3 separate regions of the Mus musculus genome follow, and regions 1 and 2 are each linked to region 3. The links are chromatin contacts, called in public promoter capture Hi-C maps. All regions are on one chromosome and are shown on one strand. The core of a region is the stretch at or near the end of the contact, and the rest is flanking DNA. Distances in the headings are between cores, read along the strand shown.

Region 1 (2,722 bases), core at 195-2,694, 130 kb after region 3:
CTCTCTGCACTATGAGCCTGTTCAGTAAAAGTTCCATGCATTCTTGTCTCAGCTACAATGTGGGACTCCCTCTTCTTGCCTGTGTGGGCTTTCCTTATCTCTATCAATCCAAAGCCTAGAGAGGAATGTGTATCCTTTATCAACCCTACAAGCATGAAGAGATTAATTTAATCCCAGCACTAGGGAGGCAGAGGTAGACAGAGCTCTATAAGATCAAGAAGGACAGCCTGGTCTGTTGTGATCATAAAAAGAGAGCGAGCTATAAGAATATGTTCTGGCGGGGTGTGGGGGAAGAGGTTGCCTTAGTGGGCCCATGCCAAGGCATCCCTTCCCCCTGAGGGACCAGACCACACTGGTATAGTATAGAATAGTTTATTTAGGGCATGGGGAAGGCAGTTAAGAGAGTAGCAGAGGCAGAGAGAAGGAGAGAGTAAAGAAGTAGGGGCTGGCCATGGCGACGTGAAGAGAGAGGGGAAGGGAATAAAGAGCAAAGGGAAAGAGGCAAGAGAGTAAGAGAGTAAGAGAGAGAGGAGGGGCCAAGCAGCCCCTTTTATAGAGCCAGGACTACCTGACTGTTGCCAGGTAACTGTGGGGCGGAGCATACTTGGCTTCTGCCAGGAACTGTGGGGGTGGAGTTTAGAGAGATACCAACATGGTCTACCTATCAAGGTCAGAGCCAGGCAGGGCTACATAGTTAGACTGTCTCAAGAAAAAAAAAAAAAAAGATGCCACAATGTATCTACTTAGTACAGACAAAGGTATTGGTGAACAACAAACACAAGACATACATAAACAACACAATGATAGTTATAAATCTTATTAATGATTAAATTAAATGTAAGTGGCATAAACCCTACAATTAAAAGGTAGAACTTGGCAAGATGGCGTTCAAAAGGCATGATCTAATTGCATGTTGCCCCTAAGAGGTTCATTTTGGAATATAAAGTAATGATATGAGTGGGAAAGAATAGACAGTGCAAATAGTAACCGAGAGTAGGATGGCTGAACATAGTGTTGTGTGCACCTTATATCCCAACCTTAAGAGTCAGAAAGATCCCTACAAATTTCAGGCCGGGGGGAGTTTGCATTGTAAATTCCAGTGAGGCAAAGCAACATAGCAAGACCCTGTGTCAAATCAAATAAAAGTAAAGAGGGATGGGGAGAGGATGGGCAAGAGGGAGAGTTGTATTACTATTGGGTGAAACAGGTTCGAACCTTGCCTCCGCTTATATGTTGCGCAGGCTGACAACTATTATCAGTCATCTCGCTATTTGGCTAAACCGAAGAAAATCCTTCCATTTTGGAGACCCCAGTCCTCAGCTTGCAGAAACCAGCCCCAATCAGGTACTGCCGCGCGGAGGCGTGGTGTATCTAGGGACTTGTAGTCCATGCGGCGGAACTCGCAGTCCCGGCAGGCACTGCGGTGGCCTCCGCTGGGCTACGTGGCTCGGCAGTCTGCGCCTGCGCAGGCAGGTGGGGCAAGATGGCTGCGGTGCGAGGCGTGCGGGTTGTCGGAAGCTCACCGGGTCTCTTGCTGGGGAGAGGGATGCGGGCCTTCCTGCTACTGCTGTGGCTTGCAGCCCGCGGAAGCGCGCTGTATTTCCACATCGGAGAAACAGAAAAGAAGTGCTTCATTGAGGAGATTCCGGACGAGACCATGGTCATCGGTGCGGGGGCGCAGGGAAGCGTTTGGGACAAGTCAGTGGTCCTGGGGCGGAGGGGGATGCGACCTGTTCCGGGTAGCTAGCCTGGCCGCGAACCCCGCACCTCTTCGAGCTTATTTCATCTTCCTTTTTCCGCCTGTCTCCAGGAAATTACCGGACGCAGCTGTATGACAAACAGCGGGAGGAGTACCAGCCAGCCACCCCTGGGCTTGGCATGTTCGTAGAGGTAAAAGACCCCGAGGACAAGGTAAGCTGGCCCTTACCCGCTCCGGTACTTCTTTGTTAGTTTCCTTATCTGTTCGATCGAGAATTTTAGTTGGTGTTGTGGGAAGATACCGGATCTTCTCTAGGAACTTGGGCCGCGGTTTCTGGACAGGTTCAGTTCACAACTTCTCAGTGACCTCTGAGTGACTCCCCCAATTCGGCTGCTTTCCCTAGCCTGTGAAATGGAAGCTCACTTACTCTAGCGATAAGTGTATTAATTGCAGTCAGTGATGGATACCAAAAAGTTGCTAATGCTAAAGTTGTTGTTTAGGCCTTAATTTCACAAAACAGAACACCTTTCAGTTTTGACAAATAATGTTTTAAAGACAAAAGGCAAAATAGTTTTGTTGTCACTAACCATCAGAATAGTTGTGGAAGTTATTTTTGACATCACCATTCATCCAAGCGCCTGGAGAGATGGCTGAGCATCAAGGAAGAGCATTTGCAGCCAGGCAAATGCTCTTAAAGCTGGCCCATGCCTTTAATCCCAGCACTTGGAGGGCAGAGACAGTTGGATCTCTCTGAGTTCCAGGCCAGCCTGGTCAACAGAGTGAGTTTCAGGACACCCAATGCTAACATTCACACAAATAAAGAAAAAAAAATACTTAAAAAAATTAACAGGCATAAAAACAAACAAACAGCCGGGCGGTGGTGGCCTTTAATCCCAGCACTTGGGAGGCAGAGACAGGTGGATTTCTGAGTTCGAGGCCAGCCTGGTCTACAAAGTGAGTTCCAGGACAGCCAGGACTACACAGAGAAACCCTGTCTCGAAAAACCAAAAAAAAACCCCAAAA
Region 2 (3,008 bases), core at 21-2,520, 170 kb after region 3:
GGACAGCCAGGGCTACACAGAGAAAGCCTGTCTCAATAAACAAAGAAAACAAACAAACAAACAAACAAAAATAGGCCAGGCAGTAGTGACGCATGACTTTAATCCCAGCACTTGGGAGGCAGAGGCAGATGGATTTCTGAGTTCGAGGCCAGCCTGGTCTACAGAGTGAGTTCCAGGACAGCCAGGGCTACACAGAGAAACCCTGTCTCAGAAAACCAACCAACCAACCAACCAACCAGCCAACCAAAAACCAATGACCGCACCTGCCAATGGTGTGATGCATGGCCCCAGGCATCCAGGTGTTCTTCTAGAATGCATTGTCTGTTCCTTTTCTGGTTTTGAGTTTGTTTTAAAATAGTTGCTCAGTGGTTCCCTTTATTAGGCCTAATTGGTTTTCATGAAAACATCCTTTTCCTAGGAAGGCATAGACGCCTCCATTTTTTGCAGTCATGAAGTTAGTCTTTTGCAGTCTTGGAGGACCTCTGTAGGTAGGGAATCTATTTGCTCTTGCTTTGCTTTGTTCTACCAAGGCCAGGTTGTCTTTAATCTGATTGGTCATTTGAGGTGTTTGTAGGCATAGGAAATCCTTTGGGAGGGCTTCTTTGTTCCAGTATAGGGGTAAGTTCGGTAAGTAAAACACTTAAAGGACAGGTCAAAATGTGAATATAAAGATAATAAGCAGAAATGGAGTGATCCAGACAAAGAGCCAGAGCAAGAGGGAGGCCCGTGCTTTTTGTCTGGTGCCTTTGGGCCCCATTTCCTGAGCGGTTGAACGGATCATGTATTCCCCCCTGCCCCGAAAGCTTCCCAGTGTTAAGAACTATTATAATCCTTAGTGCAGTTTATCTCTGTTCTGTAGATTCTAAGTCTTCACATCTCATATTGAAGAGTCTTTCCTCTTCAGTATGATGCTCCTTGTGTCGAAGACACATCACTACTATTAGTTGTCAGGATCTGGCATACACATAAGTGACTCAGTACGGAGCATATAAGGAGACAGGAGCATTAGTTAATGCAGATTAAGGCAAACAGACACACTCCCTGGGAGAGCCGCAGGCTGCATTAGGTTCCTCGGTGGTCTGCAGCGAAGACCCTTTGCAAGGCTGACCTGGCTGATGGCACACTCCATAGCGCCAAAAAGGGCTGCGGGTTGCGCTAGAAAAGTAAGTTGTTGCTGCCGGCGCAGCCCGCGCCGCGCGGCCTCCAGTCGGTTGGTGGCGCTCTGGAGAAGCAGCCGCTTCCTTCCGCCCGCTCCTTCCTTCCGCACCCCGGCACCAGCACATCCTGTTTTCGTTGGCCACGCTCTGATGGCGGTCACTGCTGGAGCTCTGTCCATTTCGTAGGACCGGTCCTCGCTCGGTACCGTGAGAGCTTGCTGCCTCCCTCCTTTGTCCTCTTCATAGGCCTGCGCATCGTCCCCGAGGGCGCAGGCCTTCTGCTGGCCGGCAGCATGGGCCGGGAGTCTCGGTGAGTCCGCGGGCGAGCGGCTTCTTGGGCTCGGAGGGGAGCGAGCGGGTGGAGGGAGCGGCGCTGCGGGTAGAGTGCGGGTGGCCGCGCGTGTGGCTGCTGAGGACCCGGTCACCCGGGCTGTGACGAGGCGCAGCTGGCATGCAGGGCAGCCGATTGCCGTGAGCTTGCGACCACCGGTCGAGCCCTGAGCGGGAACAGTCCCCCTGACCCCACCCCGCCCATCACGGAGCCTCCCGCCTCATCCCCCGGGTCAACCCAGAGCCGGTTCACTCCCGTTCCTCTTCGTCTTCACAACATTGTTTGCCTCCACTCTGGGTTACTTTCGTGCGCACGTGGGCCTCTCTGCCTAAGTCATTTAGAAGGAGCGTATGCAGGCCTTTTTTACGCACCTGCTATATGTGCAGGACCGGCTTTTATTGGGTTACAACAAAAACACCTGTTCCATGGCCATTTATTCCGCGGATACATTTTGTTACTATGTTGCCTGCTTCTTTGTGAAACCTTTCACGCGGGCACCTTACGGTGTCTTCAAAACTTTAGGTTTTAATAACGGATTAGGACCTTGAGGTAGATGATGATGATATTATTACTACTACTACTATTATTATAATCATCATCTTGAAAGATGAGATGACTGGTATGTATGTAGCCAGTCTGAAAGGTACTGTGGTTCACTGTGTAGGGAGAATGAAAACTTGGCGTACTGGGTTAAAACTTAGGTTCAGGGAAACAAGCCAAGTGTGAGTGGAGCAGCTTGAAATTTTTGCAAACCAAAAAAACCTGTAGCATCTTCCGTATAAAGGGTGTATTGCCAGTGACCATGGTTCTTTTTTTGGGGGGGTGGGGGGTCCGAGACAGGGTTTCTCTGTATAGCCCTGGCTGTTCTGGAACTTACTTTGTAGACTAGGCTGGCCTCGAATTCAGAAATCTGCCTGCCTCTGCCTCCTGAGTGCTGGGATTAAAGGCGTGCGCCACCACACCCGGCCTGAATTACCTTTCTTGATCTTGCTGTTATAATTATTATATTTGTATTGCTGGAATCAAAATAACAATAAGACCTTGCCATTTTTTGACTTAGTATCTGTTGGATCCTGTTACTTTCAAGAGGAAATTCAGACTCCCCAGACCTTTCGCAGAAGGTCCTTTTCACCCATTTACCTGCGTACAGTTGACTTCCTGTGGTGCCTGGCTTCCGCTCATCTGGAGCTTTCTAGGTAGATCCTGAGAAGGCTCAGAAAGCGAATGGATTGTTGATTCCTAGTAATGGCAGCCTTCAGTGATGGCGAGGAAGGCTGCTATGAGCTGATGTCAGGGCCTCACACATTCGGAACATGGGCTGGACGACCATGGCCTCTCCCCTCAGCACAGCCTCCCTTTCCTGCTTATTCTGGTCCCATGTGGAGACACCCAGCCCTTCTCTCTTGCCCTCATACTTGGTATTTAATTCATAATTAAGATGAGTCAGTGCTAGTGTTTTGGGCTTCTATGTTTTATCTCCACTGGAGATCTTGGTATTTCTCAGCATCTACTCTCGCTAT
Region 3 (2,704 bases), core at 158-2,657:
TATAACGTGGGTAAACCATTCTCTACTATTCCCATCCATGTGGATTAGGTGGTGGTAGGCTTACACACACACACACACACACCATGTGGGCATAGCTCAGCGGGACAGGGGCTTTTCTAGCATTTGAGAGAATCCTGGGGTTGATCCCCTGTATGATAAGGGAAAACCAAGTCAACTCAAAAAGGGGGGGGGGGGCAGGCTCCTGTTAGTTGCTAACATTACACAGGAGGATGTGACTACCAGAAAGAAGCAAGGGGCCCCAGCTGATTGTGGCTTGCCATTATTGAGTCTTAACTCTTGAGTCTCTGGAATCCTGGTGGCCAAATTAGAAATCAGACCAGTGTGTTGTGGAACAACTTTTGTTAGAGTCCTACCTTTGATGGCACCCATGGGTTGGTAGAGACAACTGTTATCTCCCTGAGAACCGGTTGTTCACACTCAAGGAAGGCACTAACCCCTAGGCGGTTGTGTGGAGTATGTATCCTTCTCTACCCCCAAAGCATGAGTTAGTTCATTGGACAGGCGTCCTAGATGTCACCTGTGCATTTGTCTTTACTAGAGCTACTGGGAAAGACAGTTTTCTCACTGGGAATGGCTGGCAGAGCTTAAATCCAGCTGTTGGAGACCACCCATACCTCCATTTGGGGGCAGCGTGCCTAATGCCAACGTTTGAAACGCCTGGAACCAACTGTGACATGAGTTCTGGGTTCACTGGCTTTATGTGCCCTTTCCCCTTGGCCTCCAGTTTAAGATCCTGGCTCTCAGAGCCATTACTGTTCCAGTTGACATGGTGGGAGGTGCTTCGGGGAGTTCACCCTTAATGCCACAGAGAAGTTGAAATAGAAACGGTAGAAAGGCAAGCACAACCAGTGTCAAATGAAGATGGAGCCAGCTATGAGCATGCCCGTGGAACCATAGCAGTTTAGTGCTCAGGTGGGTCTGTGATGCTTCTCAGTTGCAATGTTGGAATGCATACCTTCTGGAACAGTGGTTGGGGTCGTGAGTTGGGAGGAAGCCACACCGGGGTGCTGATTCCATCGAGTCCCTGCCCCCATTACCTGTGTTTGAATATGCCCAGGTTGAGCTGTGTGAGTCTCCGGGTTTGTTACCTCAGCTGCTCCGCTAAGCATCCGGCGTCTATGGCCGCAAAGCTGCCAGTGTGGCCTTCACCCCCAGCCCCTTTAGATAGCCTGTTGCCTGGGAGCTGTACGGAGTGTACTTTTTATTTTTTTGCGCTGGGATGCCCTTGGTATTGCGAGCCCACATCCTCTGCCGCGTCTGCGTGCGGCAGGTGGGTCCGGAGTCCCACCCACCCCTTCCCTCGCAGCAGCCTTGGCGGCGTGAGGGGGGGGGGGCTCTGTTGGCTGCGCGCGCGCGCACGCCAGGCTCAGCACGCGCCCGTGCGCGCGCCCCGCGCCTCCAGCCCAACGCTCCGAGCGGCTTTCGTTGCCACTGTCTGCTCCCCGGAGCCGCTGCCGGCTCCAAGCTTGGGTTCTGTCCGTTGGGCCGCTTGCCCCGAGGCAGGAAGACGAGTTCGAAGAGGATGCCTGGGCCCGTGAGTACCGCGACGGCTGCGGGCCGGGCGGGAACAGAGCGCGGGCGGAAGATGGTCTTCGGGCTGATGACCCTCCCTGCGGGTGGCTCAGAACCCTAGCCTGGTATCGCCACTCGGACCCCGACCGGGACAGCGGGCAGCCCCTCCCCCAGCCCACACCGGAGGGAAGGAAGGAGGGGAAAGTGAGCGAGGGAGCCGGAGCCGGGCGCGAGCGGCCACCAGTTCGCTTGGAAACCGTTGCCACAGCAACGGGGTTGCGCTCCCCGGCAACGCGACTGCGGGGTGGCGACGCCCCCTCCCCCACCACGGCCGGGGGCGCGGGAGGGGGGAAGGGGGTGCACTGTGGAGAGAGCATCGCTCTTCTGGCCAGTCTGGGTGTGCCTGCCTCAGCACGTCGAGGGTGGGGGTGAGGGAGAGCGGCTCCGTGGGCATGAGCCGGCTCCCACGTGGCTGCAGTCGTCGCAACAGGACTCCCAGGGTGGCTGCAAACGTGGAGGCGGCCCAGACCCTGGGCCTGCCACGGGAAAAAGGCCTGGAGGTTGGGTCTGGGGTCTCTGCCTGGTAACTACCATTGCTAGTATCACCACTAGGGTGGTCTCCCGTTCCCTTGAAACATGGCCTAACAGAAAATCGTATTCTCCGGAGGTGGTTTATTTGGTTTTTTAAACTAGAGAAGAGGAAAGAAGCTAGCAGCGTCTCTTCTCATGGCCAGTGCATGTGCCAAATCATGGGTTTGCGGTGGGCCTCTGTTTGATGTCCTAGCCACCATTCTCCAGGGAGGAGTAGAGACAGAGCAAAGGACACTGCTGACCCAGGAGAGCTGAATCCCAGGCCAGCTGGGAGCAACCCAGCTCATTGTCTGGACCACAGTGCCCCTTTCTTGTCTGCACAATGCCTTGACTGTGTGGGGTGGCATGGAGGATGGCCTGCAAAGAGGCCAGTGCCACATGGAGGTGCCCTGCCCAAGGGAGCTCCTCGGACGGCTGCTGAGTCAGAAGAAATGACCTCTGGCTCCCCTCCCAACCTCCCCTCATCAGACAGTGTGCTGGAGAGAGAAATGGCCCCCCTGCCAGCAGGACCTGACTCAGCAGATGCCGGCCCTGACCACAGGCTTCAGACCCAGCATCCCCAAAGCCACAACCAACCATC

Evidence for each region. Capture Hi-C pulls out chosen DNA fragments and counts their contacts.
Region 1: a contact with region 3 is called in a promoter capture Hi-C map of liver. The contact joins the promoter of Tmed9 here to the promoter of Prr7 in region 3. A contact is called at or near these places in 9 of 39 promoter capture datasets (the C10 cell line, embryonic stem cells, frontonasal cranial neural crest and 5 more), 1 of 15 datasets of contacts at CTCF or cohesin (large pre-B cells), 1 of 484 Hi-C or Micro-C datasets (uterus), 2 of 115 datasets of contacts at active chromatin or transcription factors (embryonic stem cells and pancreatic cancer cells) and 2 of 9 other capture datasets (adipose tissue and liver).
Region 2: a promoter capture Hi-C map of pancreatic islet shows a contact between it and region 3. The contact joins the promoter of Ddx46 here to the promoter of Prr7 in region 3. A contact is called at or near these places in 7 of 39 promoter capture datasets (the C10 cell line, the HPC-7 cell line, cranial neural crest and 2 more), 6 of 484 Hi-C or Micro-C datasets (B cells, the Ba/F3 cell line, embryonic stem cells and 2 more), 4 of 115 datasets of contacts at active chromatin or transcription factors (embryonic stem cells, microglia and pancreatic cancer cells) and 3 of 9 other capture datasets (adipose tissue, liver and pancreatic islet).

What each region holds. Positions count from the first base shown.
Region 1 is chr13:55,591,691-55,594,412 of GRCm38.p6, forward strand. Tmed9 (transmembrane p24 trafficking protein 9) reads left to right here and starts at 1,445. Exons shown (of 5, transcript NM_026211.3): 1 at 1,445-1,667; 2 at 1,811-1,911. The coding sequence starts at 1,484.
Region 2 is chr13:55,633,729-55,636,736 of GRCm38.p6, forward strand. Ddx46 (DEAD box helicase 46) reads left to right here and starts at 1,271. Exons shown (of 23, transcript NM_001282055.1): 1 at 1,271-1,467. The coding sequence starts at 1,451.
Region 3 is chr13:55,462,860-55,465,563 of GRCm38.p6, forward strand. It overlaps Prr7 (proline rich 7 (synaptic)), which reads left to right and starts at 1,408. Exons shown (of 3, transcript NM_001030296.4): 1 at 1,408-1,555.